Regions from separate parts of the Mus musculus genome. Here all the other regions are linked to region 1. A link is a contact called in public promoter capture Hi-C data. All regions are on one chromosome and are shown on one strand. The core of a region is the stretch at or near the end of the contact, and the rest is flanking DNA. Distances in the headings are between cores, read along the strand shown.

Evidence for each region. Promoter capture Hi-C pulls out the DNA fragments that hold promoters and counts their contacts.
Region 2: a promoter capture Hi-C map of neutrophils shows a contact between it and region 1, with 4 times the contacts expected there. The contact joins the promoter of Fam193a here to the promoter of Supt7l in region 1. A contact is called at or near these places in 1 of 39 promoter capture datasets (neutrophils) and 1 of 9 other capture datasets (liver).
Region 3: a promoter capture Hi-C map of liver shows a contact between it and region 1, with 5 times the contacts expected there. The contact joins the promoter of Tnip2 here to the promoter of Supt7l in region 1. A contact is called at or near these places in 2 of 39 promoter capture datasets (both in liver) and 2 of 9 other capture datasets (adipose tissue and liver).

What each region holds. Positions count from the first base shown.
Region 1 is chr5:31,524,464-31,528,164 of GRCm38.p6, reverse strand. It overlaps Supt7l (SPT7-like, STAGA complex gamma subunit), which reads left to right and starts at 1,403. Exons shown (of 5, transcript NM_028150.2): 1 at 1,403-1,550. It overlaps Slc4a1ap (solute carrier family 4 (anion exchanger), member 1, adaptor protein), which reads right to left and starts at 1,170. Exons shown (of 14, transcript NM_001347328.1): 1 at 481-1,170; 2 at 1-122. The coding sequence starts at 1,143.
Region 2 is chr5:34,367,855-34,371,773 of GRCm38.p6, reverse strand. Fam193a (family with sequence homology 193, member A) reads right to left here and starts at 1,841. Exons shown (of 21, transcript NM_001243123.1): 1 at 1,347-1,841. The coding sequence starts at 1,568.
Region 3 is chr5:34,512,604-34,516,399 of GRCm38.p6, reverse strand. It overlaps Tnip2 (TNFAIP3 interacting protein 2), which reads left to right and starts at 2,421. Exons shown (of 6, transcript NM_139064.2): 1 at 2,421-2,781. The coding sequence starts at 2,503.

The sequences.
Region 1 (3,701 bases), core at 154-2,653:
TCTTCTTCATCTGAGTCTTCACCTAACATCTTCTTCTCCAATAATATCTGCTGCTGTTTACGCAATTCCTTCAACTGTGTTACTGTTAATTCAGATTCTGCCTCTCGGTCTTCCTCTGGTCCCTAATGAATCATGGGTAAAATATATACATATATGGATTCAGAAGTGAGAAAATTACTTTCTGAGACACAGCAACGTACACAGACCTGTGGGTCCAGAATGAGGCCTGTGCTTTTGTCATTGGTTACCAGAATCCTTTTACTCAACTAAACCTTAAAGAAACTCAGAATCGCCGGGCGTGGCGGTGCACGCCTTTAATCCCAGCACTCGGGAGGCAGAGGCAGGCGGATTTCTGAGTTCGAGGCCAGCCTGGTCTACAGAGAGAGTTCCAGGACAGCCAGGGCTACATAGAGAAGCCCTGTCTTGAAAAACCAAAAACAGTGAAGTCCCAAGATTTTTATTTTAGATTTTTCTACCTACCTGAAGGATAAAGAGCCGAGTGCTGCCTCCAAAGCGCATTACATGCCCGACGTGGACTCTACAGTAAGTGCGGGGTGGGATGCGAGTTTTGTTGAGGAACGTGCCGTGGGTACTTCCCAGATCGTAGAGATAAAAGCCCTGCTCATGACCCTCAGAGTCTCCGCTGGGATCCGCCCCCCGGTGCTGTAGTACAGCATGGTACCGAGACACGGAAGGATGCTCCAGACATATGTCACAACTAGCAAGTCTCCCGAAAAAGCAGCAGCTCGTGTCTTTCAAGGTGCGGGTGCCAAGGATGGTGCCACCCTTCAGGGTTTCGAGACTGTAGGGGGCCGTGGCTGGGCTGCCCCACGATGGCTCTCGGTACGGAGGAGCCCGGGTCGGACCGCCAGACGCAGGAGCTACCCGCGGGGAGCGGAGTTGCTCCACCGGTGGACCCCCGGTCTCCTGGCTGTCCGGCTGCGGTGGCGGGACCTCGGGCTCCTCACATCCAGAGTCCAGCTGCGCCGCGAGACATTCTTTCTTCACATCCTCAGAAACGGAGGGACTGGAGGCCGGAGCCTTACCCCGTACTGCGGAAGGCACTGGTAAAACCGGCTTCTTAAACTCGCTACTGACTTCCTGGGGAGCTGGCGCATCTAGCTGAGGGGTAGGATCAGCCATCCTTAGCCGGGTGCAATCTCAAAATGTGTCCCTCGGAAACCCCGACCCCTCGCTCTCTACGTTCCCGCTCACTTCTCCTCCTCCTTCCCACCTCCCTGAGGCTTCTCTGGACAGAAATGTTGGAGTTCCTCTTTCAAGACTCGCAGAGTTTTAAAGATGTGAATAGCACTAGGGAGTCACAATACCAGAAAGCGGGGAGAGGCTCTCAGAGTGCTGTGCAGGATACGGACATTTTAGGCGTTGCATGTAGGCTAGTAATAACTTCCTGTGGCAGAGGGCGATTGGGAAGAAGTGCTTCCGTGGCCTTGGTCCATTAATCAATAAACAAGGCTCCTAGGCTTGACCTAGTCCTCGACTCCGACCTGTCAGAGTCAGGCAGCCGCGTATACCACTCCTGGGGCAGGGCGGTGAGTATTTGAACTTTATTTTCTGGTTCCGGTCCAGAGCCACCCATTTTCCTGCTGCCTTGTAAATCAGACTTCCCAGGATCCTGTGGTCGGCGCCTAAGCCTAAGCCTCCAGATCCGGAGCAAGGAGTCCCTATCTGCAGCTCTCGAATTTATTCCTTTTATGAAGTTAGTAAAGAAGCAATTTATTATTGTTCATTCTTTTATTACTCGGAACAAAATATTGAGATAGCATGTTTAGTGGCTTAACAAACCTGAGCATCGAAACCTCTTTTCTTTTTTACTCTTTGTATTTATGATGTTGGCATGACCCTGGACAACAGCTTCCACATCTGAAAAATTGGAAATAGTAGTGTTAATTTGTCATAAAATTTATGGAAAATTGAACTAAGCCATAGTTAATATTATAACTCTTTGACAGAGGCCTGAAACTATACCAAGATGGCAGCCATAACAAGTGGGAGAATACAGATGAATAAGTCAACTAAAGTTAAGGTTCAGGGATAAAAGCAAATTCATGTAAATATACAAAGAAAGGAGATCTGTTGGGGGGAATGGTGATTTCAGGGATCCTAAAGAACAAATTCAAGTCTGATAAAGATGTAGAGGGTTCCTGGCAGAGGTCACAACTCAAAGGGTCAATTATAAAAATATCTCATGTTCTTGAGAAGCTGAGTGGTGGAGCTGGAGAGATGGTTCTGTGTGCTGCTCTTCGGTGGATCTGAGCTCCATTTCCAGTACCCACATCAGGGGAGTTCACAACCACCTCTAATTTGAGCTCCAGAAGGATCTGATGCCCTCTTCAGATATCCTTGGCACCTGCATACACATGGAACACACAAGCATATACTCAACCCCCAACAGACAACAAAAACGAATGTCTGTGAATGCATAGCCTGCCTGGTCTACAGAGCAAGTTCCAGGATAGCCAAGGCCTCAAAGGGAAACCCTGTCTCGAAATTAATAATTTAAAAATACAATCTTAGCAAAGGAAATAAGCTGAGGGGCCAGTTAGATGGCTTAGTAGGTAAAAGGCACTTGCTGCCAAGTCCGAATGCCCGAGTTCAATCCATGGAACCCACATGGTGAAAGGAGAGAACTGCCTCTCACAAGTTGTCTTGTGATTTTTTCATGCACACATACCCAAAATAAGTAAATGTAAAAAAAAAAAAAAAAGAAAAGAAAGAAAGAGAAAGAAAGGAACTGAGTAGTATATTGTTAGAGCTGAGGGCATTCATTTTGTCCAGGAAGCCCCTCACTTGCCTGCAGGACACTGAACTCACGCCTTTAAAGTAGCAGTGCCAGCTGCTGCTATACTGCAGTATTTTGCTTCTGTTATTCCCTCAGGACAAAGATCTTACACCGTCACACAATGTATTCATTTGATGTTTGTTGGACCTGAGGAGACATATAGGCAGTAAACCTGGAGACGTGAATTAAAGACGCTTAGTAAGCTTTTATTGAATGCTAAGCCACAGAATTCTGACTTTTTCCAAGCAAAAGAAACAAACAAAAAAGCTTGGAAGTGTAGCTCAGTAATAAAAATACTTTTGTAGGATGTGTTAAATCTTCAGCATTGAGAGAATGAGAGACAGAGACACACAAAGAGAGACAGACAGAGAAAGGAAGAAAGTCTAGCAGCAGGGCCAAGTGTAGATCAGATTCTGAAAAAGACTGGAATAGCAGTTCTCAACCTTCCTAAAGGTCTGACCCTTTAATGTAGTTCCTCATGTTGTGGTGACCCCATGCAACCACAAAATTATTTTCATTGCTACTTCATAACTGTAATTTTGTTGCAGTTATGAATCCTATTGTAAATACCTTATATACAGGATACCTGATATTCCTTAACCTATGAAAGAGTCATTTGATCCCCAAAGGGGTTATGACCTACAGGTTGAGAACCACTGGACTAGAGGAAGGAATACTTGTTAGAAGGCAACAGAAGTCTCTCAGATTCATTCTGGGGAGACAGCTCAGTCCATTGCACGCATGAGGACCTGAGTTCAATCCCCAAACCCATATGTAAAAATCCAGGTATGGGTGCATGTGCTTATAAACTCAGCTTGTGGGGAGGAAAGCAGAAACAGTCAGATCCCTGGGACTCACTGGTGAAGGGCGTGGTTCTTATGTTAAGGTCTTATTCCCCAAT
Region 2 (3,919 bases), core at 592-3,091, 2.8 Mb before region 1:
ATGTGTGAACAAGTATTTTATTAAGGAAATGAAGTAGAACAGCAAAGACCAGAAAAGACTGGGAATCCTTTTATGAAACTTTTTTGTGTATGATTGTTTTTAATGGTGGGTGATGGCCCAAACTCTTGATGCATAATAGTTCAACACAAACAATTCTGTCAAAATTATGCATAATCTGAGTTTGAAGAGCTACAAAAAGCAAGTTATTTCAGGTAATTCTATGTTATGTTGCAATTACTCAATCCTACCTAGCACGAGGTATGAGGAGTAAGGCTCCTTGTTAGCAGCTGGTCTTCACTGTACATACAGAAATGGATGTACTTCACTTCCAGCTCCAGCAACCACTATTACCCTTTCTATAAAGCTTTCGAACAGGCCAACCTCCCACCTTCCCCTTCCAGCAAAAGCAAAGGCGACCCACAAAGTCCCAAAATGAAAAATCACAACCTCATTTTAAACTAGAGCTGTCCAGAGTCAAGAAAAAGGCCAAACTCTGGAAACTCAAACCCAAGGACAAACCCCAGATGCTAAACAAATGTAACAATACTCCGCGAAGAAAGCTCCCAAAGTTGCACCAAAACTGCAGAGAACACCGGGAACAAATAAGGAAAACTTAAGTATTTATCCATTACTGTACTTTCTTGCAACAACATGAGCATCAAAACCCATGCCCATCCCCAACAATTTTCTCAACTGCTCTCAATACATACTGTGCCAACACAATATTCCGAATCTCATTAAAAAAAAAAAAAATCTGCCTCATGACTTGGCACACAAATACCCCTTAAAGCTTTGGTTTCTTCACTGTGGATGTCTTTTTAAAAGAAGATAACTTGTTTTAGCAACCTTACAAGAACGCAACTTGAGAGAAACCCATAATCATTCGGTGGCCAATCCAATCTATAGAACCGATTATGCCAACTGCATCCCACGTACCAGCACTATCTTCTGAAACAGAATAAAAGAGACAGCGGTCCATCCACAGCATGCCTGCGTAAGTAAACCTGAAAAAATAGTTACCCCAACCCTTGCGACTATCCTCAGCTGACACTCCTGAGGAAAGAGACCCCGGCGGCTCCCGAGAGCTTACAGCAGCAGGCACAGAGGGCAAGACAGCCGCGCCCGTGGTGCGCCAGGCGGTACCCAGAAACTTCTAGGGGGCACTTTTCAAGGCCACAGTCGGTGTGCCTCGGGGGTCCCGCCGGCGCCGCCCTCCCTCCGCCGCGCTCGCGCCCGGGAGGAGCTGTCAGCTAGGCAGGCGCCGGCCCGTTATCCGCCGGCCGCGCCCGCCCGGCCGCTCGTGAGGGGGCGGCGGCCGCTCCCGCCCGCGGACCCCTGCTGCTTACCTCGAAGTAGCCTCCGGCGGCACCGCCCGCACCCGCGCCCAGAGGCCCGTGGGCCGCCGCGCCGCCCAGCAGGCCCGCCGCGCCGGGGCCCGGGGCCTGGGGGCCGCGCAGGGCCGCCGCCGAGCCGGCCTTGCCGCCCGAGCCGCCGCCACCCGAGCCACCGCCGCCGCCGCGCTTGTTCTTCCGGCGCTTGGCTCCGCGCTTAGCGTCGGCCGGGCTCATGGCGGGAGTGAGGGACGGAGGACGGCGGGCGGGGAAGGGGCGCGGGCGGGCGCCGGGCCGCGGGCGGCGGCGGCAGCGGCGGGCAGGCGGAGGCGGCGGCGGGCGCTGCGGCCGGCCGGGCGGGGGGCGCGGCGCGGGGTCTCCTCCCGGGCTGGGAGGGCGGGGCGGACGGGATCTGAGGGGCAGCTGCTGGCGAGAGCGACGCGAGTCCACCGGGCCCGGTGCCGCCGCTGACCAGAGTTAAGAGTCCAATATGGCGGACACAAGGGGAAAGGGATCCCAGTTTACGTCGGGGGAGGGGGGAAGCAGCGGCAGGGGGAGGGGCGCGGGCGGCCGCCCCCCGCACTCCGCCCTCCCGGGCGGCGCGCCCCTGGCCTGGGACCCCGCCCCCGACGCCACGCGCGAGGCATGCCGGGAGCTGTAGTTCCAGCCGCCCGCGGCTCCGCCCGGGCGTGTGGGGCGGGACCACGACTCCCGTAGGGCCACGCGCAGTTAGTCGTGCGGGGAGAGGGTGTGCCTAGGGTGACGTCCGGCGCCGCGTGGCCCTGTGGAATCTGTAGTCCGCGCACGGACGGAGCTGGAGGCGGGCGGGGTCCAAGAGGGTCTCGCAGTTCCAACTCTGGCGGTCTCTCAGTTCCTTTAGTACAGCCTCCTGCCAAAGACCCAAGCTCTTGCCCTGCTCGTAGTGGGCCCTGCTGACTTTGGCCCAGTCCAGGTTCGAGCGTGCCCCTTTCACCTGTCGCTGTGTGACCTTGGCCTATGCCAGGGCCAGTGGAAAGAGGGCCGGCATCCGCCGACTGGTAATTCACTGCATCTGCGCTGACAAGGCCTGCAGTAAGCAGGAGCCTGCCTCACTCCTTCCTCGCTTCTCTTTAAAGTCTCCATACTTAAAGGAGCGCTTCCTCAGGCCATCGCCCATGCTATTCATCACTTTCCATTCACCACATACCAGGAGGACTTTAGTTCAGGACAGAAGTCTGGACCACTACCTAGAAACCTTGTTCCTTGGCGCCCTGCTTATCGCCTATAGGTACAAGGACCCAAACCAAAGGTTTCCCGCAGTTCATACCTATTTTTGATTCCATCAGTGGAACCAAGTGCTATCTGTTGAGATTAGCATTGCGACATACAGACATGCGCTCCTGAACCATCTCCTATTACCTCCTAGTTAGTCATTCTGGCCCAATTCAGCAATTCTGACCCATTTTTCACCCCAAACCTGAGCAGCCCAATGTGATGAACCCCGTTTCAATGACTAACTTCCCAATAGAATGAAGGTCCCTCACCCAAACAGGTCTTGGATAGCTCTGATATTAAAGTGTAGTAGGATGCCAGGCTAAATCTCCCTCAGTACTCCATAGGTGGGCAGTGTCAGGACCGCCCCTTCCCTCCATTTCATCTAAGGAGTCCAGTTGAATGCCTCCCTACTTCCATAACCACTTTGCTTTCTTCTGTTCTTGGCACATTGGCATGGAGTTGAAATTTTTAAGTGTCATTAGTATCCTAGAGGGCACAGGATATAGAAGTGCTTGCCTCCACCATAATCCCAACCCCTTGCAGGCACAGGGCTGGGCATGCAGCACTCCAGTAATTGCTAGGTGAATGAATGACCATTTGTCCAGCAGTGCAGTCATTCTCTGTCAAATCTCCATTCACACATACACTCTCCTGAGAGGTGCTATTAGTCATAGTCTATGGATAAGAAACAGGTTTATAGGTGCTAAGGATGTTGCCCAAAGCCACTCTAGTTTTCAGAGGCAAGGCCCAGATTCTAGCTCAGGTATAACTTTGGGCACCAACATAAGTGTATGTACAAAGACACTTTGTTTCTAGAGCAAATGAATTCACAGAATCTCTAAGCTTCTATAAGGAGGCCGAAGAGGGTTTTTTTTGTTGTTGTTGTTTTTGGTTTGGTGTTTGTTTTGTTTGCTTGGTTGGGTGAGTTTTTGGTTTGGTTTTTCGGTTTTGCTTTTGTTTCAGTTTTTCAGACAGCATCTCACTGTATATTTCTGGCTGGCTTTGAACTTGATATGTAGACTATACTACTCAGAGATCCTCCTGCCTCTCAGCCTTCCATGTTCTGGGACTAAAAGTGTGTGCCACCACCAGCTTCGTTTTATTCTAACCACCTGGGAGAGCCATGGAAGGCTTTTAAGCAGGGAATGCCATGGAGATGCATACTTCGTTTTATATATTTTAATTAAATTTGAATAAGTGCTTGCTTGCCTGTATGTATATGTACCACATGTATACCTGAAGCCAACAGAAGGCAGAATATCATATACATAATATATAGTGTTTTATTATGTAATATATATGTTTATATTATATATTATACTTAAAATATGATT
Region 3 (3,796 bases), core at 1,172-3,671, 3.0 Mb before region 1:
TACAAAGTGAAGAGACTGAAAAATAAAGAACAAACCAAAAAGATCTTCAAGGGGGCTGCAGAGATAGCCCAGTGGTGTACAAGCAGATAGCCTGAGGACTGGGAGATAGCCCAGTGACATTCGAGCAGATAGCCTGAGAATCTGATTTTGGACTCATAGCACCCATGTGAAACTAAGCATGACTACACACATCTATGACCCTAGCACGGGTCCTGGGGTTGGGGATGGAGACAGGTGGATCCCTGGAACTTGCTAGCCAACCAGTATAGCCAATCCATGAGCTCTGGGTTTAGTGAGAGACCCTGTCTCAAAAAAAAATAAGGCTAAGAGAAACAGTGGAAGACACTCGACATTAACTTTTGATCTCTACACACATACACCCACACGTGCATGCTATATATACATACACACATATCACACACATATCGCACACTCACACATACATGTATAGTATATATGCTCATATACATATCATGCACACATGCATGTTACACACACACACACACACACATTTTAAAAAAGACTCCCAAGTGTTAGCAGCTTGAAGCAATATCACGTCTTTGTTACTTTGTCAGGAGCCTGGAGTACATGGTTATAGAGGTCAAGTACTCCCTGTTGTGCAGAGCTTGCCCATATGCACAGGTACTGGAAACAGGACTCCTTTTGTTGTTGATTTGGTTTTTCAAGACAGGGTTTCTCTGTTAGCCCTAGCTGTTTTGGAACTCAATCTGTAGACGAGGCTGGCCTCAAACTCACAGAGATCCATCCACCTGCCTCTGCCTCCAGAGTGCTGGGGATTAAAAGCACGTGCTACCACTGCCTTCCAAGAGTAGACCTTTTTAGAGGATGGTTATCTCAATTATGTGCAACTACATAAAATCAAAGCTTTTGAACTCCAAACACATGTGGCCCAGAAGCATTTGAATAAATGTCTTTGTTGTTTGATTCATATTTTGCACTTCACAACCAGGCTCAAAAGCACTTGAGTGGTCTACTAGGCTACACACAGGAATAGTAGTGAAGAGTTAAAGCCACATATCAGCTCTGGGCCAGGGTTCTTCTGTGTGATATCCACTCCCACACCCACTTCCCCTTCATCCCACAACTGCCTCAGTCAATCAAGATGACCCTGCATGACCATAGCAATGACTGTGCTGGACAATCATTTAATCATGGAAGTTTGGATGAGAACAGCTCCCATAGACTCATGTTTGGATACTTGGTCCCCAGTTGGTGACTCATGTAAGGTTAGAAAGGATTTCAAAGTATGGCCTGTTGGAAGAGCTGTGCCATTATGGGCAGAGAGATTCTGAGGTTTCAGCTTGCCCTCTGCTTCCTGATTTGTAATCAAGATGTGAGCTATCAGCTTTAAACATCTGACCCTTTATCCCAAGTAATGCTTCTTCTATACGCTGCCTTGGTCCTGGCATTTTGTCACACTAATAGAAAAGAAATACGCACTCATTCTCTAGTTCCACAACACCCCTACCAGGTAGGGAAGGAAGCAACTGTGACCCATCTTTTCTGAGCAGAAGTTTTGGGCTGGAAGGGCTAAGAAGGAACTGAACATAAGTGAGCCAGGTCTGTGACTCCCAGTATCCATCCCATACATTCTTGGCGAGGTCTGGCTTTGCTTATAGTTTTATACTTGCAAGTGAGTGTGTTCCTGCAGGCTCAACCAGAGCTTGCCTGTGAGCAGACAGGGTATTGAGAGTAGAAGACTGAGCAGAAAAGGAGACACACATCCTCACATAGGGAGGGGACCTCCATGAGATCTTAGCAATGAGCCATTGAAAGATTCTCACGGAGGAGAGACTTCCCAGTGGAAAAACAGTGTTCATATGGAAACTGTGGGAAGGAAAGGGTGGGCACCCTCTTGTCTTCTGCTAGAACAGCTTCTAGCGCTAAGGCCATCCTAACGCGAATTTAGGGGCATGCTGGGGTTTGGTGGCTGGCTCTGGGCTCCATCATGTACTCTGGATGGGAACACCTTTCTGGGTCAGTGTCCCTCTATGAAGAAACGCATGTCAAGTCCCGGAAGAGGAAGGAGCCCAGCCAATGAAACCTGACCACACTCTACGTCCCATGTTTGAAGTCCTTTGATTTATTTGCTTTTCTTCAGCTGCTGTACCAGAGGATACCTAACCCCAAACCCTGGTCGCAGATGGGGTCTGACTCCAGGAAAATTCCTCAGACGCAGGGAATAGAGCAGACAGCACCTAGAATGGAGCTGGTGTGTCAAGAGAAAGTGAGATCATAGAGTAGGAGGGACCAGCTGTGGGAGGGGACGGAGTCAGACTCCCGGCAGTGGGAGAGGCGGAGCCAGCTGTAGGCGGGGCGGAGTCAGACTCCGGGCCATGGACGAGGCGGAGCCAGCTGTGGGCGGGGGCGGATTAGGCTCTGGGAGTGGGCGGGGCGGGAAACGTTCCGGGAAGGCTGGTTTTCGCTCCCCCTGTGTGGAGAAGTTGGAGACGCCCAAGTCCCCACGGAAGGCCTACAGCCATGTCGTCTGGGGACCCAAGGTCTGGTAGACAGGACGGGGCCCCGCGTGCGGCCGCAGCGCTCTGTGGCCTGTACCACGAGGCCGGCCAGCAACTACAGCGCCTGAAGGATCAGCTGGCCGCGCGTGACGCCCTCATCGCGAGCCTCCGCACCCGCCTCGCGGCTCTGGAAGGGCACACGGCGCCGTCACTCGTGGACGCACTTCTGGATCAGGTGGAGCGCTTCCGTGAGCAGCTGCGACGACAGGAGGAAGGCGCTTCGGAGACCCAGCTGCGGCAGGTGCGGGGCGGGCGGGAGCTGCTGCGCAAGGCGGCCTGGGGAACTTGTTGGAGCGAGTGACGTGGAGTCCAGAGATGCGCGAGGTCTTGAGGGTCGCGAGGATATGAAGCTCGAGGTGCGGGTCTGAAGAGCTCGAGGTCTGAGCATAGTGGTTTAGGGGTGCGCTGGGGTTTGAAAGGAGCTGGGTTATGAGGGATACGAGATCCTGAGACTAGTGGGTCCTGAGGTTTCAGGGTCTGAAGGGCGTGGGGATCAGAGGCGCAGGTAATCCTGTTGGATTAGGGTCTGAAGGTAAGAGTCTGGGTAGTTCAGGGTATTGAGCAGTTCGGGATTCATTCGTAGGCTCAGGGGATATGCCAGAGGTGAGCAGGAGTCTCTGGGGCTCGGGGTTCTGGTGAGCAACAGGGTGGTAGGGGTGTGACTGTTTGAGGAGTACCAAGTCCTGACGTCCTGCTGAGGTTATGAGCACTTCTGAGGGACTTGTAATAGAGGTTAATTTGGGACAGACCCCCTGGGTCTCTCGACTTTGAGGGGTACTGCTGTGGGAAACTTACTCATGAAGTTTTGTGGGGGACAGGGTTCTGCGGAATGTGAGGGATCCTGGAGTGCAGGGATCTTGTGGGGCATAATGTTCTGAGGTAGCCTCGAACACGTGGTTCTGTTGGTAGTAAGCTTCTCCAATATGTACTCATATTATTAGTAATATTATTATATTAGTCCCAAAGGGGTGTGTAGCTGTTTTAATCACTGCCTTATTTGCGTTAAAGAGATACCATGACTAAGGCAACTCTTATAAAAGAAAGTATTTAATTGAGGGCTGGCTTACAGTTTCAGAGGGTCAGTCCATTATCATCATGGTGGGGAGTATGGTAGCTTGCAGGCAAGCTTGGTGCTGGAGAAGTAGCTGAGAGCTACATCCTGATCCACTGGCAGAGAGACGTCCACTAGGCCTGGTGCGGGCTTTTGAAACCTCAAAGCCCATCCCTAGTGACACAGTTCCTCCAACAAGGCCACA